Linked DNA regions of Triticum aestivum: region 2 is linked to region 1. The links are chromatin contacts, called in public Hi-C maps. All regions are on one chromosome and are shown on one strand. Each heading gives the region's core, a stretch centred on a gene start, on an enhancer-like site or on the middle of the called end of the contact. The rest is flanking DNA. Distances are from core to core; before and after follow the strand shown. Region 1 has its middle 20 kb from the start of LOC123138190. Region 2 holds the start of LOC123138195 (phosphatidylinositol transfer protein 3).

Evidence for each region. A called contact is a pair of places that touch in the nucleus more often than the background predicts.
Region 2: a Hi-C map of leaf shows a contact between it and region 1, with 6 times the contacts expected there. The contact joins the promoter of LOC123138195 here to the enhancer-like site in region 1. A contact is called at or near these places in 3 of 5 Hi-C or Micro-C datasets (all in leaf).

What each region holds. Positions count from the first base shown.
Region 1 is chr6B:590,293,253-590,300,009 of IWGSC CS RefSeq v2.1, reverse strand. No RefSeq gene overlaps it. Among protein-coding and RNA genes, the nearest start is that of LOC123138190, 20 kb to the left of the region's middle. Within about 2 kb of position 4,144, at least 7 of the 8 cell types and tissues checked have an H3K27ac peak or open chromatin away from gene starts, as enhancers often do. A contact at or near this core is called in leaf, where this site is marked.
Region 2 is chr6B:591,254,997-591,261,753 of IWGSC CS RefSeq v2.1, reverse strand. It overlaps LOC123138195 (phosphatidylinositol transfer protein 3), which reads right to left and starts at 4,076. Exons shown (of 8, transcript XM_044558125.1): 1 at 3,423-4,076; 2 at 3,143-3,249; 3 at 2,048-3,042.

The DNA.
Region 1 (6,757 bases), core at 2,895-5,394:
GTGCACTCCACCAACAATCCTCTTCAATTGCATCAAAAGTGAGGCCAAAATCTAGGTTACCGTAGGTGCAAAGAAGTTGGGCTTAATTATATCAGGGAGTGACCTTTTTGTGTTATTTGGGCTTTCGAGCCATTGTAAACCGCACTCTATTATCTTCTTACTTCATGGTTGAGACAAATCTTTTGCCTCTGTTTCAACAAAAGAAAAACATAAAAAAAGAAAAACATAACAGGAAATGGAAAAAGAAAGGAAAATGGAGGTTAACACTGCCTCCTGATATTCTTTTATCTCAAGGTTCAACCTACAATGTGTGTGATTTTGATTCTTTTGGTTAGTGCTAAACTGCTACATGGGTGTTCGACTGCTCCTTCTCCTTACTCACCTAGAAGTAAAAAGTTCATGTTTGTTCATTTGCTGCGGATTATAGTGATCGCTTGCTGTTCATTGTCATTGTCAGGTATATAAAGTTGATGATGCATTTCGTACGTAAAAAATCTACAAACATCTTATTCACTAATACAATCTGCTAGCGATTATTCTCATGATCAACTCTCATGGTTGTCATCCCTCTCACTGTACTTAACTGTTTTGTAGAAGTCATACGTAAGATTAAGATTATGATTTCTATATAAAGTTACATATACATATATACTCGCTAAAAAGGCAGTACAAGACTACGCACAAAGCAAGAATATTGCCCATGACACCACAAAAAAGAGAGTGAATGTTCCCCATATACATGGTACACTCTGGGCTCTGTCCCCGCGAACTGACAGAATGAAGAAAAACCCGTCCAAGACCATGTTGATATATCCAGTATGCAAAAAGAAAAGGCTCAAAATTTAGCTCATTGGTGGGACCTCATATTCGGCGACATGCACGCCTGAAAGCAGCCGTGCGCGCATGGCCCACTCCCCCGCGCGCCATTCTTGGCCGGCCCCTGTTTCCCCCCTTCGAATAATATGGGATATAAAAAAGTTCTAAAATATAAAAATTTGTGAATTTTGAAACAGAAATGTTCACGAATTCAATAAATGTTCATGATTTCAAAATTTTGTTCAGGAATTCAAAAAGTGTTCATGGTTTAAGAGAATGTTCATGAATTTGTAAAAAAATATTAATGAATTAAAAATATATCCATGATTTTAAAAAAATCATGATTTCTAAAAATGGCCGTGTATTAGAAAAATGTTCAGGATTTAAGAGAATGCTAAGGAATATGAAGAAAATGTCATGAATTTTAAAAATGTTCACGATTTCAAAAAATTGTTCATGAATTAAGAAAATGTTCATGATTTAAGAAAATGTTCACGAATTTGTACAACATGTTCATACATTTATTTTTAAAAATAATCACGATTCGGAAAAATATTTGTGAATTTAGAAAAATATTCACGATTTCAAAGAATGCTCATGATTTACGAGAATGTTTACGAATTTGCAAAAAAATGTTTGAGAGTTCAAAAAAGTGTCCATGCATTCAATATGTTCATGATTTCAAAAAGTGGTCACGATTTAAAATAATATTCCCGAATTTAAAAGGTTTTTCCAAATGGAAAAATGAGAATAAAAATGAAAAGAAAAACATAAAAGAACGAAAAACGATAAAGATACAGAACAAAAAAGGAAAAAGTTAAAGAAAAAACCGTAAGAAAAACTGAAGAAAAACTGTTTGAGAAGGTTCTAGAACCTTAAACCTGAAAATGGGCCGGCCAATAGAAAAACCAGCGCATCAGGTGGGGGTATCGCGCGGTCGATAACCGGTGACCTACGCGTTAGAATCTCCCCTCATTGGTGGGGGAGATTCTATATGACGCGTTTTGCGCCAGTTAGGGACCCTCTCAAAAGGGAGGCCAGGACTAGGCCCAGCCATCTAGGGCACACTGTAGTGACTAGTTCAATTTTTTATTTAGAATTTGTGTGAAAGTACGTATATGTATTTTTGTAAAAGTTATTTTTAATGCATTTTTTTCAAAATATTTGTGGAAAATTCCTTGTGTTTTTGGATATTACTGAAAATTTTGTATTAATGATAATATTTTTTTTGAGTTTGTGAACAAATTTTGATAACATTAACCTTTTTGAAATTCTGGATAAGTTCTAAATTTGTGAACAACTTTTGTAAATTTGGAGACATTTCTTGAATATGTTAAAACATTTTGAAAATGTGAACATTTGTTGAAGTTTCTAAACAAAAAAAATTGAAAACACAATTAATTTTGAAATTACCAAACATTTTTTGGAAATTCTGAGAATTTTTTTAAGAATGGAAAGCTATTTCAAAAATAAATAGAAATTAAAGTAAGACACAAAAAACCGAGATAACAAAGAAAATAACGGAACTAGATCGGTACAAACCTTCTCGGAGGTTTCCAAAACCGAGATCCCTGTTGACTTAATGGCCCGGACCATACAAGGAATAGCTAGGCTAGCTATGTGTGAAACGGCAACAATTTGACATATCATCCAATAGGAAATACCCGTTGGAGGAGCGCATGGAGAGCTCTTAATCAATGCTCAAAGTGTTGGTTGGCACTATTAGCGCTTGCACGTGACACGCAACGGGACGACACAGTAACCTGCTTCAAAAAGAAAACATGAAGCAAAAAGTAGACATTAATTCTAATCGATATTCTGGGGCAACTGGGATTTGTCGGCAGCCTAACGCAATAACCACTGGACCAAACTCAATCTACTGTCAACTACTAGAAAACACTGCTAGTTAAACTTTCTTTTAGTAAAACGTTAACATATGCCATGTATAAATTAATTAAAAAAGGAAACCTAAATTTGAAAAAAGTTCATCAATTTCTAAGAAAAGTTCACAAAATCGAAGAAGTTCATCAATTTTGGAGGAAAGTTCACAAACTAGGAAAGGCTTCATCGATTTTGAAAAATGGTTCATCAAATTTGTAAAAACGTTCGTCGTTTTTTTAATAAATTATCAATTTTGAAAAAAAAATCATCGATATTCAAAAGAAGTTCATCAATTTTGAAAAATGTTGACAAACCGGGAAAAAGTTTGATCGATTTGAAAAGAAGTTCATCAAATTTGGGAAAAAATCACAAAAGTGAAAAAGTTCATTGACTTTCAGCAAATAATTCATGAGTTCAAAAAAAGTTTATCAATTTTGAAAATTAAGTTCATGAATTCAGCAAAAAGGTCACTGTAGTTTGAAAAACTTTGTGGAGTTTGATAAAAAAAAGCTCACGCATTTTGAGAAAAAAGAAAGAAAAAAGGGACAGGAAAAAAATAGAAACAGAGAAGAGAAGAGAAAACAAGAAAAAGAAAACAAAAGAAGAAAGAAACGAAAAGTAAAACTGAATAAACCGCGAGAATCTGACTAACAAATTTAAGAATGCTCTTGGAATATATTTTGAAAATAATAAAGTATATGAAGCATGTGTCAGAATGTTGTATGAAAAGAGAAATATATTAGACTGAAGTCAAATGAGGTGCCATTTTTAACAAAAATGTGTGACATGACCTACATATATTGGCTACAACGTATAAATATATGTAGGTCATATTGGCTACAACGTGCAAATATATGTAGTCATGTCACAAAAATGTGTAGCATGACCGTCTATGCCGGCAAAAATAAGTGAACTAATTAACATGGGTTTGCTGAGGTGGCATGGTTGCATGAATAGATTAGTTCACAAATTGTAACTTATGACCACATGGATGATTTGATGAGTATCGTTGCATGAAGAGGAAAAATAGGTAATGAGTTGCAACTATTTAAGAATAGAGGATAAGTGAAAAAAATTAATATGCATGTTTGCTAAGGTGGCATGGTTGCATGAATAGATCAGTGCAACTGTGCGTGCCGTTCCATGTCTATGGTTCGTCTCCGTTCTGCGTGCGGTCTGTGTGCGACTGTGTGTGCGGTCTGCTGCAGCCATTTGGGCCAAGTCATGGTGATCTACTGGGCCAAGGCGTGGCGAGTTTCTGTTTTTTGGGGCTTAAATGCTGGACTAGCATGGTTTGGTGTACCAGTTTTATTTTTCTTTATATACATGCACGGAAAATCAAGGACGTTCTATCTGTCGCTCTTTGCGACAGAGTGTCGACTGGACGCACAGGCGGGTCTCCCGACTGGGCCGGCCCATATCGCTAGCGACCAGTACTGAACGGAAAAATGCGGCGATGTGTGTGCGGTCTGCTCCAGCTATTTGGGCCACATGGTGATCTACCGGGCCAAGGCGTGTGTGAGTTTCTGTTTTTTGGGCTTAAATGCTAGACTAGCTCGGTTTGGTGTACCAGTTTCGTTTTTCTTTATATACATGCACGCAGTCTCTATCGGGTGATCTTGGTAACTGGGACAGGGAAGTTTTTGGCAATGTCCGACGCGAGATCCGATGCCTGCAGCAGGAACTTGCAGATTTGCGCGTGATCCCAAGGAGGACTGACCCATCTCACACAAAAATCAAGGTATGTGATAGATTGGTGGAGCTTTTCAATAGGGAGAAAATTTTATGGAGACAAAGAGCTAGAATTGAGTGGTTATCACATGGAGATAAAAACACATATTTCTTCCATCTGCGGGCGAGTAGGCGACATAAAAAGAATCAAATCAAGGCCCTTCAGCTGCCTAGTGGGGCACTAACTGAGGATAGGGTTGTCATGGAGGAGATGGCTACAGATTTTTACAAACACCTATACACATCTGAAGGTGTCCATAACATGCAACAGGTACTAGATCATGTGCCCTGCAAGGTCACAGCGGACATGAATGAGAAGTTGAACAAGAAGTACTCCGAAGAAGAAATCAAACACGCCCTATTTCAAATGTTCCCAACAAAGGCACTGTGCCTGATGGGTTTCCTGCACATTTTTTTCCAATGCCATTGGGAGGTCTGTGGAGTAGATGTGGCAAGGGCTGTGTTGCTGATTATAGACGGGACTGAAACAGCGGAGTGCATAAACGAGACTATCTTGGTATTAATACCAAAGGTAAAAAATCCCACGATGCTTACACAGTTCCGACCTATTTCTTTATGCAATGTTCTATACAAAATTGCCTCCAAAGTAATCTCCAACAGGTTGAAGTTGGTGCTGCCTGAAATCATATCTAAGGAGGAATCAACGTTTGTACCAGGCAGACTTATTGCTGACAACATTATTGCAACATATGAATGTCTTCATTTTATGAAGGGAAACAGGGCAAAGAGGAACATCCATTGTGCGTTAAAACTTGACATGATGAAGGCTTATGATATGGTTGGATGGGATTATTTACAAGCAATTATGTTAAAGCTTGGTTTCATAGAGAGATGGGTAAATATTGTGATAGGAATGGTCAGATCAGTGAAATTCTCAGTCCTTTTCAATGGTAAGAAACTTGATGAGTTCAGTCCTTCACGAGGAATTCGACGGGGAGATCCAATCTCCCCATACCTCTTCCTAGAGGGCCTTTCATGCCTCCTAAAATCTTTTGATGAGTCGTCCATCTTGAGCGGGTTAAAGGTGGCACCATTGGCGCCTCCTGTTAACCATTTATTATTCGCTGATGACAGCCTGCTGTTTTTAAAGGCTAGCGGTGATGGGGCCAGAGAGGTGAACCAGATGTTGAACATATATTGTCAGGCTTCGGGACAAATAATAAACTACGGAAAATCCTCAATCTTCTTTAGTAAGGGCTGACCAAACAGTGGCAAGGAAGAGATCAAGGCAGTCTTACAGGTTCCCAACGAAACTCTAAACGAGAAATACTTGGGGAGTGTGGGATCATCAAAGAACGACGCGTTTAAGTACCTTTAAGATTACCTCTGGAGTAAAGTTAAAGGGTGGATCGAGCACACAATGTCTTCGGCAGGGAAGGAAGTACTGGTTAAGGCAGTAGCTCAGGCTGTTCCCGTCTTCTCTATGTCATGTTTCAGGCTGCCTAGGGGCTTCTGTGAACACTTGAACATGTTAATCAGAAAGTTTTGGTGGGGGAAAAAAGATGAAAAAAGGAAACCGCACCGGGTGTCCTGGGAAGCAATGACACAACCAAAGATGATGGGGGGGGGGGGGCTCGGCTTTAAAGATTTTGAATTGTTCAACTTATCTCTCTCGGCAAAACAAGCCTGGAGATTACTACAATCTCCCGAGTCCTTGAGTGGCCGTATCCTAAAAGCTGTATATTACCCTGGGGGCACTATCTTAGATGCACAATTGGGAAGCAGACCTAGTCAGGTATGGAGATCGATCGTGGATGGAAGAGATGTGCTCAAACAAGGCATCATTAGACGCATTGGTGATGGAACAACGACCAAATTTTGGTCTGATAATTGGATGTCGCGCGATGAGATGCTTTGACCCTACGGCTGTATCACATAGGACCCTCCGAAGCTCGTATATGAACTGATAGACTACACAACAGTCACATGGGATACGGATAAACTTTCTGCAATCTTCCTAACTATCGATGTGTCGGCTATAAGATCAATACCATTATGTACAAGAATCATCTCTGACTCTTGGGCGTGGCACTTTGAGAGAAGCAGTCAGTTCACAGTGAAGTCATGCTACAGGATGTTGGTAGAGACCAAGAGAAGGAGAGAAGCTTGGTTGGAAGGAGATGCTGGTTTGTCAAGCATTGATCGTGACAAGACATCTTGGAAGCAGCTATGGCAAACACTGGTACCAGGTAAAATCAGAATGTTTTTATGGCATCTTGCTAAGCAATCATTGCCGACCGAGGATGTCCAAGCTCATAGAAAAATGTCCACCACAACATCCCGCGGCCTCTGTTGAGAGGCGGACTCA
Region 2 (6,757 bases), core at 2,827-5,326, 960 kb before region 1:
CTTGATTCGTGGCAAAGTAGTCCATACAAGGAAAGATACATCATACATGCATAAGTGATCTACAACATGTAGTGATAGTGGTGGCAAAGTAGTTCATACAAGAAAAAATACATCTAGTTGGTACATGCATGAGTGATCTACAATATGTAGTGATAGTGGGTACCGGAATTGCGAAGCACTTGTTTTCTTCCTAGACCCAAGATATTGATTCTTCAGCTGGATTTGTCTTTGCGATGTAGTGGTAGTGAAATTTACTTCTGAATCAAACCACCACTACGGGTCCTAAGAGACATATATCACTAACCAATCTATTCAAGTCGATTCAATCTGTTCAAATCAATCCACAGAAGCTGATCCAATCTGTTCAAATCAATCCACAGAAGCTGCGCAATCCATTCAAGTTGATACACCGAAGCATGCGCGGCCAACTGTGCGCGGCGGCACGCTGCCGCCGCACCCATTGGTTCAGTATGTGTTTGTTTTGTTATAGTTTTTGAAATTTTGTTGTACGGTCTGCATATGCATACCTTCGAGCCAGCTCGAGAGTTTTTACGCCCAGCAGTCTATTTTTCCCCCCTACATATACTTCTTGAACACACTTAATTACGCTTCTCATATAGTCACATTCTCAGCTTTTTTGAAGTGCAGACCAACTTATGGAGAAAAAAATAACATGTAGAAGGTAAAAAAGATATGCAACTGATGAATCGTTCTTTGGCTTCTTTTCTATGAATCATCCAAGATACAACATCCATATGTGTGATATTCTACTTATATGGAGATCCCTCATCTAACGTCTACACCATCAGGTAGGAAGCAACACGCCCCAATTCAAAACTTGTCTCCATATATAATGAGCTCCTTCTCTATACATGTCCCAGAACCACTTGAACCCATCCCTGATTGGACATGAACATGTTACGTGAAAAATAAAAATAAAAACTGATTTGTGGAAATGTATTGGAATACTTTACGTAGGACCATGGGCCATAAGAACAGCACAAAATTTTGCACCACATTAGAAAAGATTTCTAATTTGCAACACAAAATAGGCATCCTATAAAAAAGACAATTCTTCTAATTTGCAGATATTCAAATTTCAACAATATGAAACCAATTGATGTATTATATAGTGCTAGCGAAAATAAGCATTTGCCGGTTTAGCAAACTGATACTTGAAAGCAGGTTAGCTAGGCGAGATACCATCTGGCCATCCATGAACCAACAAACTGGAAGAGCTACGTGAAATACCATCTGACCGTCCATGAACCAAACAAACTGGAAGCACACTACTACGGGAAAATAGTCTATGTAGGTGATAGCATCCAAGATCACTAAAATATTGTTTAGTATGGGCTTCCAGATGAACACATATTTCTGTCTATAGGCTTCCAGATGAACACATATTTCTGTCTATAGGCTTCCAGATGAACACATACTACAGTCTTGCCTATATTCCAATAACTCTGTGTGATTAACTGAATATGTACCAGCAGGCCAATAAAAATGGTACCTACAACACCATAAGGGTGTACCTCATACAGGTAGCGCCAAGCCAGAGACCCAGTCAATAGTTTGTGTCAACGTAAGTTCGCAGAATAACAAGTTCAGTCTGCATAAACATTATTTCTCTGTTGTAAGATTTTACACAGGTAATGAGTATGTTCTTATATATTTCATGCAATAATGGTGATCTGAACCATACTGAAGAAAAGCTATCCTAAGCTACTGCTTAACAAAAACTTCTCTCGTGAAGATATGTGTCATGGTAACTACAACACACTGCTTGAATCTATACAGTAATGGAAATACCTGAACTTGATAACAGTCAGGGTTAATCCTAGGTGTGTCGTTCTTACACTTTCTCTCCGTAGTGGGTCACGCATTTAATCATTGATCATTTTATCAATTACATTTAAAAAGCTGATTCTTAGATCTGTGATTGCAGCTGACATCAGGCACCTCATCTGTATTTCCCATGTGTAATTATAATGCAAGGTATAAAGAAAATTTATTACCAAATGTATCTAGAGCTCTGTCTCTTTACCTTATACACCTTCAGATTTCCCCCTTAATATTGAAAACCTTGCTGGGGAGGCTCGGCATAATACTCCCAGACCTATAATAGAAGTGTAAAAACAGATATATACAGTAAAATGGACATGCAGTAGCATATCTTGACTACTATTAAACTATTATCGGAAAAGAATTAAACTTCCTAATCTACAAAATTACCAAAAGATTATTGAAGACAACCCTACTAAAACAGGACAGAACCACAAATCGCAAATGCATATTGATTCGAGACTTGTTCAGTGTTCACTGCACAGTGGCACGCGAGGCCATTGTTTTCTATAGATGGCATAGATGTATTAAGAATTCAACATCCATTTACAGATTCAGAATAGTCCAAGGATAATTTAGAATAATCGGAGGAAAACTTTGCTCTCACATTGGCTGACATTGGTGAACAAAATTTAACTGAAATGTAAATAAGTTCAAGCCTGCAATATTTTGAATGCAAGACAGATCTGTTTGTGACTATTGCACATGAATTAAAACTCAGAACTGCATGACTTGATTAAAATCTAAGATCCCATGAATTCACAAGAAAAGCTATGATGTGGGAAAACTCAGCAAGTGATCTCACATATACGGGAAGCTAAAAGTTCAAGTGGGGTTTCCTTTTCCTCCGGAGAAGCCCATGTAAAACTGTTTTGGTCCAAAAGTGTAGGCTAACATATGACCACCTTATCCACTTGCAGAGATAATCTATTGTAACACTTTGTGTTCAGATCAATAGACACTTGTACTCCTCGATCTTGAATGTAGCAGTTGGGTAAAATAAATGGCAGTACATTATCTGATCTCATGAACCAACCTAACTCTGAATGATGGGCGAAGCAGAACAGGTAAGCGGGACAGTGAGAGCAACCCAAATTAAGACGGGGAGATGCACTTACAGGAAAGTATGTGAAGATATTTTTCACTTCGAATGCTTCCATGCAGCATCAGCGGGCCGAACATCCAGCAAAGAAAGAACTAATGAACAACATGAACCAACAAAACAAATCAAGATTAAGGCAAACAGTAACCAAGGGAGAGTAAAGAAAAATAGGACTGGGAAGGGACGGAGCCACACCAGTCGGAGTCTGCAACATGTGCTTGAAGGTGAGATGTACCGGCACATGATGACCTCGCCGGAGCTGAAGAACGAATCCACCATCCAGACCGTGAACCTGAAACTCACTAAACCAAAATATCAAAAATCAGATTAATCCAATCCATAGCGGTGAAATCAACTTGTAAATTGAGAATCAAATCGTGTTGCTATTGATCAATCATCAATCACTGTGAGCTGAGTCCACTGGACATCGTGAGTCAGGTAATGATGGATCATGAATTGGCAAAAATGAACATACCATTTGGGACGCAAGAATCCTTCTGTGGCCTCTTCCTCTCCTGTTTCGGCCGACGTCGCTTCTGGTGCAGTACTGGACTACTTGACGAAGGAAAGTATGTGACCATCGTTCATGCTCACGCTTGGCTCGGTTTGGTCAATTGCTAGAACACCTCGCATGCGAGCTGAACACCAGCGTCGCAGGAGGCAGCAAGCGAGGGGCTAGAGCTGGCGCGGGGCAGAGAGGCTGCTAGAGGAGGCTAGCGTGTCAACCTAGACACCATGTTCACGTACCTGCAGCAGAACAATCGTCTCCCGCCCAGCCTCCTCCGACGCCGGGCGCGTCCTCTTCCTCTGCCCGAGCTGCTTTTCCAAGACTCCAATGGCATTGCCGCCCCATCCTTCAATGCCAACACCACCACCGATAACCCAAGCAGCGATGGAGGAGCCCCTTGCCATATGGTATGTCCCCGTTTTGTGTTTTTCGTCGTCTTGGGGAAAGAAGAGCGGCGTACTGAAGGAGAGCGACGGAGCTCCCTCCGGCCGGTGGTAAGAGATGAGATGGAGGGCACGGGGAGAAGCTCCCTCCGGCGGCATCAAGAGATAAGGTGGAGGGTATGGGGAGGGGGCGTGGGGAATCGCTGCAGGCCGCTGGCTGACTCGATCTCGAGCGACTGCTCGGAGGCAATGAGAGGAGACGTGCGTCTCATTTATACAGAGGACAGGACGTCTCTAGATAAGTTGACGTGTCGATCTGACAATCCCTTTTTACCCTCAGGACTGCACGCGTGACATCCAGATTGACATGTTGTACACCCAAAAAACTTAAAAAAACAGAAAAAAGACGCGTGGGACCAACACACCTAAACCGGCAACAACCCTGTGAATCGAACGTGGAAAACGCGGAGACAGATAAAAAAAGGCAAGGACTCTCTGGAAACTGATGGTAGATAAGGCCACATAAATAGGTAACTACCACGCCAGGAGAGAAAACGCCTACAAACTCTTCCAGACACGCGTCATTTTTACACAGCGGTCAAAAAAAGTTCAAAAAAACCAGGGAAAAGGAACCCTTACGGGCCTAGTATTCTAGTTATGTGCGGTCTACTCTACCAAGAATATTGTTGGTTTAGCAACGGGGATAAATATTGGAGTTACCCTAAGTTTCATGTTTGTGACATTATCTACCTTACTATTCAGCAGCTTTTTTTCAATTTTTATTATTCAATTTCGTTCATGCAAACTGTTGCAATTTTTATTCTAATTTTTTTATTATTGTGTTATGACTAGTCGGCCCACATGTAAGTGTTGACTTGGATGCCATGTGGGTTGGTTAATTTGGCCAACCCGTTTTCTTTCGGTGCATCTGGTTTTTCTTTTTAGTTGTTTCAGCGAGTACTGTTGTTGTTGGGTGCCTCTCCCTCGCCTGCACGGGGCCATCCATCTGCACGCTGGAGTAGCGGCGTTGCTGGTGCAGTAAGCCCATGTTCACGGGATGGACAGGAAGCGGGGATACGCCGAGTGTGTGTTCGGCTCGGGAGTGATAGAAGACAAGACAGGAAGACGGAAGAGGTGAAACAGGAATAGAGGCACACCACGAACATGCCAGGACGCCCTACCGAGCTAGGGGAGCTCAAAAGCAATGACACCATTGTCAATGGAGGATACCGAAGCTGACGCTTGTGGGGTCACAGCTCGAGGATGAAGGGCTGCCTGGGAACAGCTACAAGAGCTTCATCACAACACCATAAGTCGATAAGGGGAGAACAAAGAGCGGGGACGTGACTGTAGCGACAGATCAATTATGGTCCCGACAGGACCAGAGACGAGGAAGGAAAAATGGGTGATGGTGATACATGGCTTCCCGAGTCGATTCCTCCGAAGGAGTTGCTCCGCTGGCCAAGATGAAACTGCGTGGTGAGGCATTGACATTAGGCGTGTGTTCTAAGGCATGGACAGTGGGTGCCATGCTCGGGGCTCTAATTGTTGTGGCCACATGAAAAGTTGGTACCGCTAGAACCGGAACCCAACAAGCATTTGAAGAAGTAAACCAGCCATTTGGCAGGCCAAGTCAACACTTACACGTGGGCCCAACCAATCAGAATGGCAAAAAAGGGTAGAAAGTGGCGACTATTTGTTTAAATTCAGTAAAAAAATATGTTAAATGGAGCACAATTTGAAATTTGGGGATAAAAATGGAATTTACTCCATATTAGCTAGCAAACAGGGCATTTTTTTTTTACAAATGAAGCTCGTTTCTAACTTAGACTTGGCATCAACATCATCAAGGACAACGATTGTATATCTCCTTTACAATCTTATTATTATTACTAGTTTGTTAGCCCTTGTGGCTGTTTTTTTAAAGGTAACAGTATCTTAGATTTGTTAATTATCAAGAAAAACAAATTTACACTAAAAATCATGTCGATTATCTTTTTTCCTTCGATAGTACGCCGACCATTGGAGATTGAAAATTTCAATAAATTGACATCATAGGAAAAGGACACCTGCAAACACCCTCGCCGCTTGAACTAGAAATTGTTGAAGAAACATCGGTTGGGGCATCACCCCCCACAACACACTGGTACAACTCTTCACCACAAATCCAAATGATTAGAGAAACAAGAGCAGACAAATCAAAAGAAGATGTTGAAGTCATCACACCAAAATACTACACAAGCCCTTCATCCATGTCGGATTGAACGTCATCGATGTAGGAAGCTATCGAAAAGGCTTATCTCAATGTGCATCGCCGTCGCCATCTCGCCGATCCTATCAGAAAACCAAAACATAAAGAGAACACAAACCTAGTAAAACTGAAAAAAAGACGACTATCGAAAATGCTTTATTTCAATGCGCATCGCCGACGCCATCCCGTCGATGCTAACAGAAAATCAAAACCTAAAAAGAACACAAACCTAGTAATGCTGACGAAAAAAACGAAAGAGTCGACTCCAAACTCATCTTGTCGTCGATGAGACCGCCGGACGGGAGAGCGAGGAGGATCAAGGCGGTGTCATGCAGAAGGCTTTGGTGCCGGCTAGGGTTGAAGGATGTGGGATGCATGTATAATTATTATGTTTCTATGGGTACTCGTCTAGCCTTTGTCACTGGTTGGTTACTTGGTTTACAGGAACCATGAGATATTCTCCCACGTGACATGATTGAAGTATGCAAGTGGGCCTAGTTGGTTCGACTTGGACAAGAAAAATGTCCTTGGTACTCTAGGTGTACGTTATCCCTTTTAAAATTTTCAGAATAAACCGCCCTGCTTGACATGAAGCAGTACAGTTAGGTCCACGAGTATATAAATTGGGTTGTTCCGCAGTTATGCAAGCATGGTATGCTAAGCTAGCT